Regions from separate parts of the Arachis hypogaea genome. Here region 2 is linked to region 1. Evidence: chromatin contacts called from public Hi-C data. All regions are on one chromosome and are shown on one strand. Each heading gives the region's core, a stretch centred on a gene start, on an enhancer-like site or on the middle of the called end of the contact. The rest is flanking DNA. Distances are from core to core; before and after follow the strand shown.

Evidence for each region. A called contact is a pair of places that touch in the nucleus more often than the background predicts.
Region 2: a Hi-C map of an unstated tissue shows a contact between it and region 1, with 4 times the contacts expected there. The contact joins the promoter of LOC112720410 here to the enhancer-like site in region 1. A contact is called at or near these places in 2 of 8 Hi-C or Micro-C datasets (leaf and an unstated tissue).

What each region holds. Positions count from the first base shown.
Region 1 is chr11:16,435,817-16,439,871 of arahy.Tifrunner.gnm2.J5K5, reverse strand. No RefSeq gene overlaps it. Among protein-coding and RNA genes, the nearest start is that of LOC112720409, 3.5 kb to the right of the region's middle. Within about 2 kb of position 2,746, at least 1 of the 3 cell types and tissues checked has open chromatin away from gene starts, as enhancers often do.
Region 2 is chr11:16,585,864-16,590,140 of arahy.Tifrunner.gnm2.J5K5, reverse strand. It overlaps LOC112720410 (GDSL esterase/lipase At2g23540), which reads right to left and starts at 2,262. Exons shown (of 5, transcript XM_025771354.3): 1 at 1,890-2,262; 2 at 1,153-1,283; 3 at 796-1,044. The coding sequence starts at 2,148.

The sequences.
Region 1 (4,055 bases), core at 1,497-3,996:
TTTGTTAGAGATACTCTTTTGGAGGTTGGTTTCCCAAATCATATTATCAAGCTCATTATGTCATGCATTTCAACAGCAAGGATGCGAGTTCTTTGGAATGGTGAAGAATTAGATGAATTCTTCCCATCCAGAGGTATTCGCCAAGGCGACCCCCTTTCACCGTACATTTTTGTACTGTGTATTGAACGCCTCTCTCAACTGGTTAATGCTGCTGTTGATCATGGGTTCTGGAAGCCTATCAAATTGAACAGGGATGGTTCTAAGCTCTCCCACCTCTGCTTTGCCGATGATTTAATTCTTTTTGCGGAAGCTAATCTCCAACAAGTGGATATTATCAAGAAATTCCTCAAAGCCTTCTGTGATAGCTCTGGCCAGAAAATTAGCAATGAAAAAGCTCGGGTGTACTTCTCCAAGAACGTGGGAAACCAAGTTAGAATTGAGATCAGTGAAGCTCTTGAATTCGCTAGAACAGATAACCTTGGAAAGTATTTGGGTGTTCCTCTTCTACATTCCAAAGTATCCAAGCATACCTTCAATGACATCATCAACAAGCTCAACTCCAGACTAAATTCTTGGAAAGCCTCCTCTCTTTCGTTTGCAGGCAGAACTACCCTGGTGAAATCTGTCCTTTCTTCTATTCCTCTTTATACTATGCAAACTGCTTTATTACCTGTCTCTACTTGTAATGTTATTGATCGTAAATGTAGGAGTTTTCTTTGGGGCGATACTGACCAATCAAAGAAGATTCATCTCATGAATTGGGATAAAGTTTGTCAACCCAAGAAAGCGGGAGGTCTTGGCATTAGACATGCAAGCAAAATGAACCATACATTCATGATGAAAGCTGGATGGGAGCTAGTTGAGAAAAGAGATTCTTTATGGATCACTATGCTCCGATCCAAATATAAAGCCGGGAAGGATATCATTCCTAATGTTGAGCGAAAGCCTAATAGCTCTAACATGTGGAAGGGAATATGCAAGTCATGGCCAGATGTGAAACAAAACCATATCTGGCGTATTGGGGATGGCTCTGTGATTAAGTTTTGGCAACATAACTGGGTTCCCAATTTGGGTAGTCTTGATCAGCATGTGCCGCAGGTAAGAACTAATTATGTAGAGTATTCTAGTTCATTGATGGACTTCCTTGATGTTTCAGGTAATTGGGATTTGAACAAACTCAATAGCTGGCTGCCGGAAGATATGGTGAAGAAGATTGCTGCCATCTCTCCACCATCTCCATGGAAGATGCCGGATCATGTGGCATGGAACTTGTCATCGGATGGCTCCTTCGATCTCAAACAATCCTATCAAGTACTTTGCAACACTCCTCCTTCCTATAATGGGACGTTCAATCTGGTTTGGCGTTGGTGTGGTCCCGAACGTGTTTGATCTTTTCTTTGGTTAGTTGCCAATAATGCAATCCTAACCAATGCGGAAAGACAACGACGTCACCTCTCAACCGCGTCATCATGTCCAAGATGTAACATTCACAGCGAAACGACCCTTCATGTCCTTAGAGACTGTGCATTTGCATCAGCGGTCTGGGATAACTTGCTGCCTTTGGCATGGAATCAAAGCTTCTTCAGCTCAAATCTTCAAGATTGGCTGAGCTCCAACCTCTCTACTTCAAGAAATTGGCAATGTCTTTTTGGGGTGGTGACATCCTCTCTTTGGTTTTTTCGAAATAAGTTGATTTTTGAAGGAAACTTCACTACAGTGGCCTCGACTATAGCTCAAATTAGAGTAAGGTTTGATGAGTTCAACCGTTCGTCAAGATCTAAAGTGCACCTGAATGCTCCCTATGCCAATCATGCTCGATTAATAAGCTGGAAGCCTCCTAGCGAGGATGCTGTTAAGTTGAATGTAGATAGCTCCTATATGGCAATAACTAATAATGCTACTTGTGGTGGGATCCTTAGAAATTGTCTTGGAGGGTTCATTAAAGGCTTCTCTTGCAATCTCGGGAGCTGCTCCATCATGCATGCGGAACTATGGGGGATTGTCCATGGTCTTCGGATTGCTACTTCTCTAAATCTTTTTTGTGTAATTGTGGAATCGGACTCGGCTTCAGCGTTAAAGTTCATCACCCAAAACTGTCCAGCTACTCATTCTTGTTCCTCCCTTATTGAGGAAATCAAGCTCCAAGCAAACCGCATCCCTCATGTGTACTGGGATAATGTGCCTCGCGAAGCTAACTCTGTTACAGATCAACTAACAAAGAAAGGGCAGCATTTACCTCTTGGTCTCCATACTTTTGATTCAGCCCCTTGTGAAATTTCTCATATTCTAGCTTCCGATATAGCTTTTATCCCTCTGTTTAGAGGCATTTAGTTTTCTGTCTTTTTGGGTCTTTGACCCCCACTATCACCAAAAAAAAAAATATATACATGTCCTTTCTTTCTTTTACAACTATTTTATAGTTTATCCCTATAGTAGTGAAATCTAAGGTAAATTTAGCTGGCTTTAAACATTTTGTACATCCAAAAAACATTAACGTGCGTGGATTTGCCGTTACCGTGTTTAATACACTAATGTTAATGTATATTACAAAAAAAGTGGGTGGACATGGAAAATTCAGAAGTTATGACTTATCTGGTTTGTTACATTGATAACAATAACAATTAATTAATCAATAAACTTTGTGGTTAACATCAAAGAAACGTCACAACTCATAAACCAAACAAACCGATTACTGATTGATTGTGAACTGGGCATAGGCAGGCATATCTTACTTTCAAAATTTGTAGTTTTATTGTTCCCAGTTATCACCATCCCCTTCCTAATGTTGACCCAAATATCAGTTACGAATGCAATGCACTCAGATTGTTCCTTCAATTAAAAAAGAATCATATAATATTACTATATAGCTACAAGCCTACAATACAATCAACTTGAATATATTTTATTTTGCTCGTTTGTCTCATCCAATCAAAAGAAATCGAAATTATTGATTTCTCTCTGTAAACAAAATCCTCAAGCACAAAGATACTGACACAATCAGACAAGGAAAATGGCTATAATTGTGTAAAGTCTTACAAAAGTTTATTAATGTTGTTTCTTTCAGAGGGTTAATCTTCAAAATAATGTTTTAGAAATCAAGCATAAATTTATTTACTTTTGAAAGATATTAACATTCATCGAGTTGGTCGTTCCATTAATTTATTGTTAATATATTACTATTATTACTGATGTACATTGTGCAAGGTAAAAATTATCAAATAATATCGCTTTTTTAACATGAATAATGTTAAAAAATAATAATATAAAATTATTTTATTTAATTTAATATCTATAATTATATGTTTATTATATTTAAAATTATTTATTTATTTCAACAATAATTAAGAAATAAAAAACAAAGCACTAAAAAAAGCCAAAGAAAAAAGTTATCCGTTCCTAAACTAACTCTCAAACATTTTTGTTTAATATATTATGTAATATTTAATAGTGACGCATCAAAATAAAAACTTAATGGAACTACTAAATTAAGTCATATTTATATTATGTACAGTTTTGTTAGATAGACAATAACTTTTATAAATAATATGAATAATAAATTCTAAAATTGACTAACTAAAATAAAAAAACACTCCATTTTTAAATTATTTTCTAAATTTTAACATTAGGATAACCATCTGCACACTTAGTGAATTGAACATCCAATTGTTAACTGTGTATGAATAAATCGAATCAAAAGAAATAACTATCCAATTAAAAATAATAAACATAATCATCTGCATACCTATTAAATTGAACATCCAACATATCAATTGTTCACATTGTTTAATATTCTCATTGTCTACCTATACTTTTCTTATTATTTAAAAGAGGAATGCCCAATGAACAAGTTATTTTTGTATCCAAATTCAACAAAGTATTTTTTCTTTTTTTTTTTTGTGTATTTTCATTTTTTTTCAATTAACTTTTTATTGTGTTAATAAGTTATTGGACGAACTTAGTTACCAAATTAACTTGATTGGTAGGCTAAGGATTAATTCATTGTGGATTTGAGCTACATTTTAAAGGTCTATCGCTGGCCAATAAATTACTGCTTA
Region 2 (4,277 bases), core at 1,013-3,512, 150 kb before region 1:
TGGTCATTAATTAATTATTAATATTTAAAAATATTTTTTTAAATTACTAGATTAAATAAATAGATTGACAGTTAAGTAATGACAAAAATCAATAATTTCTGATGGTTTTGAACCTTTCTCATATTTTTTGTTGTAAAGTATATCTTTTTTATGGCAATGGTGAGGTTAGGTCTTGGGAAATTTTGGGGTTAGTAGGATAAAACTGAAAAAACTTGACTGAAAATTAATTGCAAAAAAATTAATGTTAGGAATAAAATTAAAATTTATTTTAAATATTAAGATAAAATTAAGTCTAATTAAATATTATGAGTAATTTTGCAGAATTTCAAAAATGTTAAGGATAAAAGAAAGTAAACTTCACCTTATTTGTAATAAATACTTCTTTGAAGACTGAAGGTATAATATATTACTTAGAGTATCTAAACCGTTGATTAGAAACTAATTACATCTTGATGATATACATGGTTAAGCTTAGTCAATTGCTAGCTACATTCATCATTCTTGTACATTTATACTTCACTTATATTTTACTATTTTTGATCATTCAGTAAATTTAATTTTTAATTTATGCTTCTCAATTTTCAATACCTTATTTATATTTCACTTATATCTTCTAAACATGGTTATAAGAACTAGATCGAACTAGTTGATTCAATCAGTTTAACCAAAATTCAATCACTAAATTGGTCTAATTTATGATAAAAATTGATTGTGAGTAATTCGATTAAAAAACAGAATAAATAGTAAAAAATTCGATAACCTGGTCAAACCAATCCTATTGATAAAGTTGCTTACAGTAAGTTGGGCCCTGAAATGAGTAATCATGTCATCTATGAAACCATCTGGGCTTTGAGAAATTCTGGCCCCAATAGAGAGAACTGGGAGAAGATAATTGTTGAGGAAATCGTTGGCTCCAACAGTAATGGAGAAAATTGATTTCTTCATTATGTACTCTTTGGCTTTTGATTCACCTAGCAATTTATCAATCTCCTTTCTTGTTATGCTGAAGTAATCTACTTGAATATCAAGCCCTATCCTATTCACCTGCAAAAAGTTATGCACATGGCATAAAACATACAACAATCATTTTTCTTTCTACATAGAATGAATAGAACTATTAAGAAATTATTTAAGGGAGTTTCCAATACTGACAAATATTCTTCCAGTTGCATTAAGAATTCCTCCTCCTCCTGAAGCATAATTCACTCCGTAAAGTATAGCTTTCCCAGTTGCATTTGGGGCCAAAAATGGGACAGCATAATTTGGTTGTCCCAATTCCTCTCCTGAAAATGGTTTTTATTTTATTGTTTTATTTTTCTTTTCTTATAAGCAAGGCATCATATTTAGGGGGAAAATAGCTTATATAATGATAACAAATGTGCTTAAAAAGAAGGGAAAATAATACATTTATCACTCTTTTATACACCAAGAGTAGGGTTTATAATATAAAAAAAAAATTAACTAATGTTGACTCAAATATGGGACAAATGCAAAAAAGTTTAATTAGTTATTTAAAATTTCTCATATTTAAAACTAATTATTTAAATACTATTATTTTAAAAAACATTAAAAGTATGCCAAAGCTATTTTTATAATAACAAAATATCGTATGAGTTTCTTTGTTTTAGGAGAGCTTTTAAGTATTATTCAAAGAAAAAATATTATGTACACATTAAAATTTAGTCATCAAATCAGTTATTATATTATTTATGTAAAAATATATATTATTTAATTTAATTTTAGTATATTTTATATTTTAATATATATTATATAAATAATTAATTTAATAGTTAAAGTTTGGTGTACATATAACATGATTGTCATGATTGTATATAGCAGACTTAATAATCGGCCACACACAGAAAATGCATGAGACGAATAATTATTACCTACAATGTCACCAATGGTTCTACCATTGGTATAGCGGCCAGTGGGGTTTCCCCCAGAGGCCTTGAAATCAATTCCATTAGGAGGAATATTTGCTTTAGAAAGAGTTGAAAGATAGTTGTTATTTCCAGCATCCACCAAGGAGTCTCCGAATATAAAAGAAGCTCCTAACCCATCCTTCTTCTGAGCAGCAACATTATTCACAACCAAAATTAAAAGGGCCAGGATTTCAAAACGCTTATTGAAGGCCATGGCATTCATGCTTCAAGTAGACACTTAACCTAATTGAAGCACAATAGAAGCATTTGAAGCAGCTCATTATTATATGGAACAACTTTTTAACTCCATTAGAGAAACTTGTAACCTTGCCTCAATGAAGAAGTTTGATTTGGTTTGACCCCATCTTTAGCTCACTTATTTTTTCAAGTGGGTTGGCCATCAGAAATTTAGAATACGCGCTAGGTATTCGAGATTTTTTGCTTTTATAATAAGTTAATCCTGCAAATAAGTCGCATGGTGTCTTATTTTATTAATGAAGAAAGTTCTAGGGGACTTAGGTGCCAGTTGGTGATCGTAATTAAAAGATGTTGAAAGTGGTTATTTCCCATCAAATTCCTAATGTTGGATACAATAAGTGTATGACTCCTTTAGCTTGAGTAAGTAGCAGTCCATCTGCATTCAACAACTCGGATAAAACAGGTTATATTTTTTTCTCTTATCTCCCCTCTCATTGGTCTAAACGTTCTGACTTAACCTTTTATTTCCTTAAAACAGTCCTAAAAAGCACAAAAACAATTATTTTAAGTTTCTTTTGTAATTTTGTTTTTGAGAAAATAATGACATAAAGTGAAAAATAACTAATAACATAATGTGAAAAATAATGTGAAATAAGTCAAATAACATGTGTAAATAGGTAAGTCTTTGGGCTCAGGATTCGGTGGTCCAGGAACCTTTGGATCATTTAGTGGTCCAAGTAGAAAACATGTTTTTTAAGATTTTTTTAACAACGGCTATATAATCCTTTAACTAATTTTAATTATAAATTGACCCCATATATTTTATATAATTATAAAAATGATTTTTTATTTTATAAATAATTAATTTATCATAAATCTATCATGTTCATTAACAATCAAATACAAAAACAATTTTTTGGCCATTACAATCGATTAAAATATTAAATTTGATTCATGTCGTTCGCGAGGAATCATAAAATTGTGTTTTCTGCGAAAACCAATCGATTGGAATAATGAATCAATCGATTGGATTACAGTTTACCACTGAACAATCGATTGAAAATTGCCAAAAGCATGGTTTTCGCATAACTCAATCGATTGGTCATACGATCCAATCGATTGAACGATGCATAAAAAATGGATTTTTGTAATTCAATCGATTGTTTAGAATTTCCAATCGATTGAATGCTTCAAAACAACCTGGGTCTCACCAAATTCAATCGATTGCTTTTGTGACTCAATCGATTGAATTTACCTAAACAATATGAATTTGCCAATTTCAATCGATTGTAGTGTGTGAGTTCAAATTCAATCGATTGGAACGCGATGTATTACGCCTATGTCAGTCTTGTTTTCATTTTTAAAAATTATCTTCTTATTCATTTATCTCATCTTTAAAATTCTATCTTCTTTTTTTAAGGTTTTATTTTGATTTAGATACTCTAATCTTATCTTTTCCTTAATATTAACATTATAAATTGGTGAATAATCCATCACCAATTATTCAATCCTACCATTAAAATAGTGTATCATTCTCTTTATAAAAAATTTCATTGTTTTTCTTTCGAACATCCATCCATCCACTGAATATCCAAATTTTTTTATTTTTTATCCGTCTATTTAATATCCACTTTTTGTTCATCGTTAATTGACAATCACTGTTGCAGCAATCAGCAAAGGTCCAATCAATTTTTTTCATTGTAGTGTTCAAAAAACAATCCATCGTTTTGATTACAAAATCGAGGTAAGTGGATAGAATCTCTAATTTTTCAATTATTCGTTTCGATATTTTATTCGTAAAATTGATTGTGTAATGAAAAAATATTTTTTTATCTTTTATTAACTTACAAGACATTGAGAATTACTAAAAAGAAAATAGATGTTATTATTTTTTATTACTAATTAGCTAGCAATCAGGGACGGACCTAGAGGGGGCGAGTAGTGGCCTGGACCCCCCAAAATTTTAAGAAATTATACTTATATATAAGATTTGTGTTTAAAAAATAAAAACAAATATTAGGTAATTTAATAGTTTTATATGTATTATTTTTCACTATGTAATAGATTTATGTCTTAATTGTTAATTCACTAATATTTTTACCTAACTAATTTAATATCATACCCTCAAGTCTTTGTACCTTTCAAATTAGTTTT